Linked DNA regions of Mus musculus: all the other regions are linked to region 2. A link is a contact called in public ChIA-PET data. All regions are on one chromosome and are shown on one strand. Each heading gives the region's core, a stretch centred on a gene start, on an enhancer-like site or on the middle of the called end of the contact. The rest is flanking DNA. Distances are from core to core; before and after follow the strand shown.

Evidence for each region. ChIA-PET counts read pairs in DNA pulled down with a chosen protein or histone mark.
Region 1: a contact with region 2 is called in an RNA polymerase II ChIA-PET map of memory CD8 T cells, with 26 read pairs. The contact joins two enhancer-like sites. A contact is called at or near these places in 2 of 115 datasets of contacts at active chromatin or transcription factors (memory CD8 T cells and microglia) and 1 of 9 other capture datasets (pancreatic islet).
Region 3: an RNA polymerase II ChIA-PET map of memory CD8 T cells shows a contact between it and region 2, with 10 read pairs. The contact joins two enhancer-like sites. A contact is called at or near these places in 1 of 484 Hi-C or Micro-C datasets (the G1E-ER4 cell line), 2 of 115 datasets of contacts at active chromatin or transcription factors (bone marrow-derived macrophages and memory CD8 T cells) and 1 of 9 other capture datasets (adipose tissue).

Annotation. Positions count from the first base shown.
Region 1 is chr9:40,742,557-40,745,604 of GRCm38.p6, reverse strand. All of the region lies in intron 1 of Clmp (CXADR-like membrane protein), which reads right to left. Among named protein-coding and RNA genes, the nearest start is that of Hspa8, 57 kb to the left of the region's middle. Within about 2 kb of position 1,739, at least 115 of the 459 cell types and tissues checked have an H3K27ac peak or open chromatin away from gene starts, as enhancers often do. A contact at or near this core is called in memory CD8 T cells and microglia, where this site is marked.
Region 2 is chr9:41,071,714-41,074,690 of GRCm38.p6, reverse strand. The region is part of intron 1 of Ubash3b (ubiquitin associated and SH3 domain containing, B); the gene reads left to right. Among named protein-coding and RNA genes, the nearest start is that of Crtam, 69 kb to the right of the region's middle. RefSeq lists an enhancer at 4-2,977. Within about 2 kb of position 1,725, at least 120 of the 459 cell types and tissues checked have an H3K27ac peak or open chromatin away from gene starts, as enhancers often do. A contact at or near this core is called in adipose tissue, bone marrow-derived macrophages, memory CD8 T cells and 1 more, where this site is marked.
Region 3 is chr9:40,781,154-40,783,980 of GRCm38.p6, reverse strand. It overlaps Clmp (CXADR-like membrane protein), which reads right to left. Exons shown (of 7, transcript NM_133733.5): 6 at 2,727-2,827; 7 at 1-1,674. The coding sequence ends at 1,371. Among named protein-coding and RNA genes, the nearest start is that of Hspa8, 19 kb to the left of the region's middle. Within about 2 kb of position 1,565, at least 170 of the 459 cell types and tissues checked have an H3K27ac peak or open chromatin away from gene starts, as enhancers often do. A contact at or near this core is called in adipose tissue, bone marrow-derived macrophages and memory CD8 T cells, where this site is marked.

The DNA of each region.
Region 1 (3,048 bases), core at 490-2,989, 330 kb after region 2:
GAGATTACTGGTTTGTGACTCTCTACCCAGCATTGCCCAGAGGTCAGCTGTCTGTTGGCAGGAGGTGGGTGAGGAATGTCTGAACCATGACTACATAGAGCAACCCCAGAGAAAAGAGCTACAGACTCTGGCTTTGCTTCCAGGTTGGCTTGCTTTGTCTTGTACCTGATGCCACTGAGTCTAAGTTCCTAAACTTCCCCACTGGGATAACAGAGGATTTGGGACATCTACATGGAAGTGTAGAAACAGAAACTTAGATATCTAACTACCTGCCATGGTTTGAATATGCTTGGCCCAGGGAATGGCATTATTAGAAGGTGTGGCCTTGTCGCAGTAGGTGTGACCTTGTTGGAATAGGTGTGCCACTGTGGGTGTGGGCTTTAAGACTCTGCCTGGATGCTGCCATGTTCCTACCTTGATGATAATGGACTGAACTTCTGAACCTGTAAGCCAGTCCCAATTAAATGTTGTCCTTATAAGATTTGCCTTGGTCATGATGTCTTTTCACAGCAGTAAAACCCTAACTAAGACACTACCCCTCCCCTCCCCTTTTAGAAGCAAGGTCTCATGTGACCCAGGCTGGCTTTAGACTTCCGATCCTTCTATCATTATCTCCCAAACCCTGGGATTATGGACATGTAGTACCACACTCTGTGTACTATCCTTTAAAAGCAGGTCCCCTAGCCCCAGCTGTGAGCCCAGGCCTCAGCTCCACTGTCTGCTGTACTCAGGTAGACTCCTGTCCTTTGATGGACTGGCTTGCTCCCTGTAAGTCTTTATCCATGAGCTCACACATCAGTTGTCTCTCTCCTGCACGCTCTCATTGCTAACACTTGCTGACATTTCTCCTCTGCTTTTATTTCCTTCCCTATTCTCTTGTCCTTGGGGACTCTTGTCTACTCTGCTCTTTTGTTCTCACCTTAATGGGAGCTGGGAGAAGAAATAGGAAAGTACTTCTGTCCAATCCACTGCTACTTACAGGAAGTGATTTGGAAGGGAGGGCAGGTAGGCATCTCCTCTGTTTCAATTTTGAGAACATCTACGACTTGGCTCTGCCTGTGACTCTCTATCCTCCCACTTCCTGTATTGACAGTCATCTTTGCTGAGTTCAGTCCCTCCACTGCCAGGGTGCTTGCTGTCCTGATGCCCAGCTCTGCACCACAGGGGACAGTCCTTGGAGAAGAGGACAGCCGCTCCTTGTGCTCAGCAGCTTCCGTTGGATCCTGGTTGTTGACACTTTGTTGACAAAGGCTGGGAACCTTTGCTCTTGCAACATCCTCTGCTCAGCATGAGAGCAGAGTGAGCTCCCTTTCCCATTAGGCTCTGCTTCTCCACAGACTGTCAGTCAGTCAGTCAGTAGTCTGTTTTTCCAATATTGGGTCTTGCTATATAGCTCATGATGGCCTCAAACTGACCATCCTCCTGCCTCAGCCCCCAACATTTATTTAATTATAAGACAAGGTCTCACTATGACACCCAGCTACCCTTGAACTCCTGGATTCAAGTGGTCCTAAACAGCCAGAGCTAGCACTATTGAGCCTAGCGTTGCTATCTCCTGACCCCATGCCGGGGTCTGACTCCTGGCCTCACCAATGCACTATCGTTTTTTACCTAAGACACCACAAGAGAAAATCCCCCCTTTCTCTTTCTATTTGTCCCTCGGAGGCTCTCACTTCCTCTTCACTTCTTTCAGTTTAGCAGGTTCTCTGAGCTTAGGGTCTTTTTGGTTCTGACTGGGGAAAAGGAACGGAGGTTTTCAGAGGCTACGGAAGCACAGAAATCCCCCGGATCAGCCATCACCACAGTGTAAATGAAGCCCTGTTCTGCCCAGCACAGCGCTTTCTCGCTTTCTCAGCTCTCATTTCTTTTGCTGTGTCTGCAGTTTGAAAACCCTTCTAGAGACTGAGGTCTGCTTAGGAAAAATATTTGTTTAAGTCCTTCTTCTTCTTTTCTTTTTTTTCCTTTCTCTGTGGTCTTTAGAAACCACTATGGTTTTCAGTCTTGCAATCAGCTTTTCTGGGCATATCACATTTGTCTCCAGCTGTGACCTTTGTGAGGCCATGAACTCTGCAGAACTCTGGGAGGAATCTGATATTCCTGTGGGTGAGAAATTGGTGGTAAGGTCTGCCAGGGGATTCAGGCACACTCAGACAAATGTCACAGCCAGTGAATGAGCAACTGGACCATACAGTGTTTTCCAGGCTAAGACACGAGCAGGATTGACTCATGATCCCTTCTCCCTGTCCTCACGAAGCATCCAATAGAGTTGTAAAAGCTTGTTAGACTGATAAAAAGTGGCATCACTTTGAAGGCCATGGGAGCCTGCAGGAGATGGTAATGAATGAATGGTGAAGTCAGGGGAGGAAGCAAGACCGGCCTGCAAAGGACCATGGCATTTCAGAAGACGGGATGAAGGGCAACTGCAAAGTCACAGAGGCAGGATTGAGGTGGGGTCTTTGGTTGGAGTAAACTGATCAAGGTTGTATTACAAGGGAAAAAAGGAGCAAGGGGGAAAGAGTGAGCTATTCGAAGGGGACATAAGGGTAGAACAGCCAGAGTTTCTGCTCTCTCTCTCTCTCTCTCTCTCTCTCTCTGCTATTTTTGGTTTAACAGGAAGCATCTGTTTTTTTCCTACAATTTTCCAGCTGACTGGTGTACCATTCCTTGAGATTGTGGCAGACACAGGTAGACATCTATTTCTGCTCTCTTGGGCTGTAACCCTTCTTATCACTCCAGGTGGGATGTAGAGTCACAGGTGAGATCAAAGGAGACGGGAATGGATTTCACCCAGCAAATGGGCCTGTCTGCTGATCCTAGAGGGGCCAAATCTCTAAGCCCCTGAGTTGTGGCTCTGTAATAGGCCAACTAAGCCATGGTCCCTAATCCCTTGTTTTGTGTTCTCCCTCTCCCCACCCACCCCACCGTGTATGTGGTGTGGTGTGGTGTGTGTGTGTGTGTGTGTGGTGTGGTGTGGTGTGGTGTGGTGTGGTGTGGTGTGGTGTGGAGTGTGTATGTGTGTGTGTGTGTGTGTGTGTGTGTGTTGAGACA
Region 2 (2,977 bases), core at 476-2,975:
GACATGAACCCATGTCCTCTGCAAGAGCAACAAGTACTCTAAACCAATGAGCCATCTCTCTAGCCCCCAAACTTGTTGATAAGCTAAGCCCTGTGCCTTGTTTTCTCTAAAGAATTGCTTTCTTGTCTTTTCTGTGGTCTTTACTACTGGGCATAAAATAGTACGCTTAGCGCTCTCTCCATGTGTATTATTTAATTAGTCGCCAATCAAAGGTATTAAAAAATGTGTGTCTGATCTTAATATGCAAAAAAGTCTCGACATTCTCTACATAATAAGACTGTGGTGATTATACATTACATTTGGCTTTATTGGTATTAGAGATTATTTCAAGAATTTGGGGGCCACAGATACATAAAAAGACCTTATCTCAAAATAAAAGAGAAAGGAAGAAAGGAAGGGAGGGAGGGAGGGAAAGAGGAAGGGAGGGAGAAAGGAAGGGAGAGAGAGAGAGAAAGAGAGAGAGAGAGAGAGAGAGAAAGAAAGAAAGAAAGAAAGAAAGAAAGAAAGAAAGAAAGAAAGAAAGAAAGAAAGAAAGAAAGAAAGAAAGAAAGAAAGAAAGAAGAAAAGTAAAGCTTTGGGAAGGGTATTCATGTGTCATCATGCCATTTTCTATAAGAGACCTCTACATCTATTTTAATATGTGTATATGGGATGGGGGATGGGGGTCCCAGAACCAGAAGTCTTTGGGAGAAACCAACTGGGTTGCAACTGAGAAAGCAACTGGACGATCAGACCGTGTCACGTGACTAGTGTGTCACGTGACTCGGAGAGACTATCTGGTCCCCTCTACAGTGAAGGACCAGAGCAAGGCCGATGGCTGTCACCCACGAAGAAGGGGCTTGGTGTGGCTGTTTTATCTAGCACTCAGTATTGTAAGCATGCCTCTTGCTTTGGTATCTGGCCCCAGGTCCCAGTGAGGATTCCTCCCTCCCCCTCCTTCCCTGCAGCCATGCCTCGGTTTTATCTACTCATTTCAGCTCTAGATGGAGGAAACCACAGCCCCACTTCCTCCCTCTGCGGGTAAAAGAGACTCCCAGCACAGAAAAACACATAAGGTAGTAGAAGTGGAAAGGGCCCGAGAGAACTCCATGAGCCCCTTTCATTTCCTATAAGCTCGGGGAGGGTGGAGGACATGCCAGAGGTCATGTAATGGTTGCTGGGACTAGAGCCTGGCTGTCCCTCCAGCATCAACCTTCTATCCACCTGCCCAGGAGCCCATCAAAGGGATGGCGAAAGGATACAGGGTGCAGCCGACAACGCAGATCCTCAAGTCTGAGGTCACTGCATACTGTGCCTTGGCTTCCCTTGACCTTGAAGATGTGTCACCCCATCCCCACGCCCCGACCCCCACAATTCCCAGCTCTGTGCAATGGGGAGTATACATGATGTGATCCGATCGCTTCTGCATCTGGGAGGGCATCACTGAAGCCACAGCGAGATTAATGTAAGTTAATACCTGCTGTCAGCCTCCAAGTGCACACTGCCATGATTCTTAATACTTTAGCTGGAGGACTGCAGCCATTCTGTCCCCATCTCAGCTTCTCCACTTCCCACCTGATCCAAGGAATAAGACTCTGATAACTCGGAGAGCCATCGGGCTTTTGACTTGTCACCTGTTGTGGGGCGGACCTAAACACGGGAAGACATTGTAAAGGAGAGAGAAGATTGGGCTTTGAGTGGGGAGGGGAGAGGACCATGAAGGAGGGGGGACAAGCTCACACCCTCTGCTGCGTTCACCAACGAGGTTCCAGCCCAGGCCTGGTTATCTCTCCCTCCCACTCACTGGGGATGCTGTATCAGTGAAAAAGGAAGTAAAGCAGGGGAAGTGACTCATTAGGATCCTCCCCTAACCCACCCACCCACTCACCCCCACCCCCACCCCCACCCTCAGACAGAAGTGTATTTTGTCAACTCAGACTCAAGGTCCTATCTGTGTGAGCCTGGTTGAATTATATTCAGGAGAGAGGGGGAGGGGTTAGGGAGGAAGGGAGGGATGAAGAGAAGCAAGGAGAAATAGGGGAGGGAAGAAGGAGAAGAAGGAGACAGAAAGAGGGAGAGGGGGAGAGGGAGAGAACGAGCTGGTAGAGCCATAGACCACGGGTTTGCCTCTGCTTCCCTTCTGGTATTCATAGGCTGATTTAACTGTGAGTACTCCAGGGTCCTGGAGTTCATTGTGGAGTCTTGTATCTGAACACCACAGTGACCCCGTTGCTTTTATCACAGAGGATGCTGGACATGGCGTTCTGGGGCAATTCGTGAACTGGTTAAGGAGGAAGAAGGATTAAGTTAGGACCAAAGGAATCAGGCCCCATGTAGGCATGAGCAGTACCACATGTTGGCCTGACAGGAATCAAGGCTGACCACATTTGGAGGCAGCATTTGAATGTAGCAATCAGAAAAGGCTATGGGGAAATTTCTTGAGAGCATCTGACCTTGAAGTACATGCAGAGCCACCCAGAACTGTCAGACCCTCCCCTTCCTACTCCAGAAACAAGAGACCACATTTTGGTAGCAGAGCCAGTGGCTAGCTGAAACTTCCACATGTAAGCTAACACACACCCTGTCTCTGTCTCTCTGTCTCTCTGTCTGCCTGTCTGTCTGTCTGTCTCTCTCCCTGTTTCCTTATCTTTCCTTTTTTTTTTTAACCTTACCCAGACATAGTGGTCCATACTTGTAGTACCAGCACTTGAGGCAGGAGAATTGCTAGATTGAGGCCAGCTGCATAGTAAAACTCTGTCTTAATTTTTAAATTTTATTTATTTATTTTATTATATGAGTACACCATTGCTCTCTGCAGGGACACCAGAAGATGGCATCATATCCCATTACAGATGTTTGTGAGCTACCATGTGGTTGCTGGGAATTGAACTCTGGACCTCTGGAAGAGCAGTCAGTGCTCTTAACCGCTGAGCCATCTCTCCAGCCCCAAGACTGTCTTTAAAAACAAACCAATAACTATTTTTTTCTAGTGATCAAA
Region 3 (2,827 bases), core at 316-2,815, 290 kb after region 2:
CTTTCTGCTAATTCCTTCCCAAGCGCCAACGCCAAAAATGTTAACAGCCTTGAGCTGAACCCACTCCCACCGCCCACCACCCCTTGTTTTGCTCACCACCTACTCCCTAATGGCAGTTTACTCCTTCCAAGTCTCTTGGAGTCTACCGCTGAGAAGAAAGACAGCGAGGATACCGTTCAACCTCTCAGCGGGGAGAGGGCCATGGGAGGGGTTTGGGTTTCAGTGCCTTTAGGAAATGATTGCTGAAAATTTAAGGCCTAGAATCATCAAAAGTCCCACATTTGCATCCTTCTAGAATGAAAGAATCGCCAAGTTTTGGGCCAGTATCAAATGTCCTTTGACCTACTGAGAGAAAGGTCTACTCTCCCTCTCTATTCCAAGCAGTCTTGAAATTCTGGTTGCTCTTGTTCCCAGAAAGAGGAGCAGGAAGTGGTATGCAAGGGGATCTTTCAACATCCCTGAGAGACTTTCTCTAGAGGACTGTCCCTAAGGACATTCATTAAGTGACATGTAGTGAGTATTTGTTTCTCCTAGAAACATCCAGCAGAGAAGTCTTTAGGGGAGTCAGTCAAATTGGAATAAAGAGCCACAACTGCCCCGGGATAATCGTCTTGATATCTGTTGTCAAGCCTCTGAATATCAAAAAGGAAAGCTCTTCAGAGAATCATGTCCCATCTTGGTTGGACTCCCTCCTTAGTTATTATTTTAGGGTTCGACGGAAATAGGAAGATTGGCTGTTGATGAGGTAAGAGAAAAGTCCCTTTTCTCTGTCTCCCACATTGCAAATCCTCCCCAACCAACGTTCAAACCTTATGACACAAGAAGTCAAGTCAAAGTAGAAAAAAAATGTGTTTCCTTCTTTTTTTTTTTTTTTTAATGTGAATTTCTTAAACGCAGTTCTCCCAGTACATGTTGCAGATAGGTATATTATAAGGCGTGGGCTTCTGTTTTGACTATCTGAATAATCACACTAATCCAATAAATTTGCAGAAATGAATAGAAAATTGATCTACGAGATTCCCGCTTCTTCTTGACTGTGGTGACTTGCAACATCCTAGGTAAGATGTTTCAGGTGTGTGCAGCCTCACCTTTCCCTTTATTTTCACCAAATAAGCTTGGGCCCCTCCTCCCCTCCACTCTGTCTGAAGGCACAGTGAGGTGCCTTTAGAGATAGATGGTCAGCCTCCGTCCTTGTGTTTGTTTGGTATCCTATATAAGGAGGGTACTCATCAGAACTGGTCCGTGCCATTTCTGCAGCTACTTAAGTGAGATCGTATCTGGCTGAGGGGCTTGCGTGGCTGGTGGACGAGCTCCAGTGACTAGGCTAAGATCCTGACTTTGGGGCAAGCGCAAGTCAAGTCCACTCTAAGTCAGACAGTTTGGAAGGCTTTGCTCTGGCTGGGCGTTGTGCTGAGTGTGGTTTCTGCTTTGGTCAGGGTCGTATGGTGGACTTTCTTTGGTTCAGAACCTCTCACTTCCGGTCCTATGAGGCTGTATGCCTGCGGGGCTAGCCCGGGCTGCTGCGGCGCTGCTTCACTCGACAGCGTCCGCTGGCTTCTGGAGGCACTGTTCCCGGTGGAGCGGGTGGAGGAGGAGCCAGAGCGTGAGCTCCGGGAGCCTGAGGAAGAGGAGCTAGGCTTCACAAGGCGGGCTCGGGGCGCTTCGGCGTCTTCTCTGAAAGCGGAAAAGTGAACAGATAGCAAAGATAAACTTTAGTACTGCCGGGGCTGGGTTGACGCTCGTTAAAGTTACTTCCTCCTGAGATTTTTTTTTTTTTTTCCAATAAACTCCTCAAGCCATAAACCTCCAAGGCAGTCAGTTAAGGAACTGAGCAGTTTCTGGTTTCCTAAGACTTAATGCTCAGTTTAGGAAAATGTTTGTTGAGTGACTGCCAGAGAGGTTGAGCCAGTTGCACCAGGATACAGCTCAACAGGAGACTTTGATTGCTTTGATAGAATTGCTTTGATTTGGGGGTTTGCGTACTTAAACCCTTTCATGTCCTGTGGGTTATACCCTTTTTATCATCTACCCTTGCTAAGTGGAAGTGAATCAGAGGTAAAGCTGAGACTTAAGCTGGTTGGTTGTTAGCATGACACAAGCTAGAGTCATCGGGGAGAGGGAGCCTCAGCTGAAGAAATGTCTCCATCAGAATGGCTGGTTGGCAAGCCTGTGGTGCTTTTTTTTCTGGACTAATGATGGCTGTCTGAGAGTACTGCTCATTGTGGGTGGTGCCACTCCTGGGAAGGCGATGCTGGGTTCTATTAGAAAGCAGGCTGAGCAAGCTGTGAGGAGCAAACCAGTAAGCAGCACCCCTCCATGGCCTCTGCTTCAGTTGGCACCCCCAGCTTCCTGCCTTGAATTCCTTTCCTGCCTTGAATTCCTTTCCTGCCTTGAATTCCTTTCCTGCCTTGAATTCCTTTCCTGCCTTGAATTCTTTTCCTTTCCTGCCTTCCCTTGGTAACGGACTGTAAGCTGTAGGGGGAAAGAAACCCTTTTCTTTCCAGGCTGCTTTTGGTCATGTTGTTTGCCATAGCAACAAAAAGCAAGCCAGGACAAAGATAGTTTCACAATAAGTGAATCACATCTCCTGTCCCCAGACTGTAATTTCCTACTTGCTAGGATAACCCTTTGAAGAGATTAATAATGCAGGGGACCTACGGAATGATATTGACTGGTTACTATGGAATTGGCCTGTAAAGGGAGTTTGCACAAATAGGGAAGCTTACCGGATTTCATTAGGTCTGTCTTCTTCCTCGTATCTGTCTTTGCTTTTCCTTCGTATTAGCAGCCATATCAGGAGGAAAATGAGCAGGGCTCCTGCCACTAT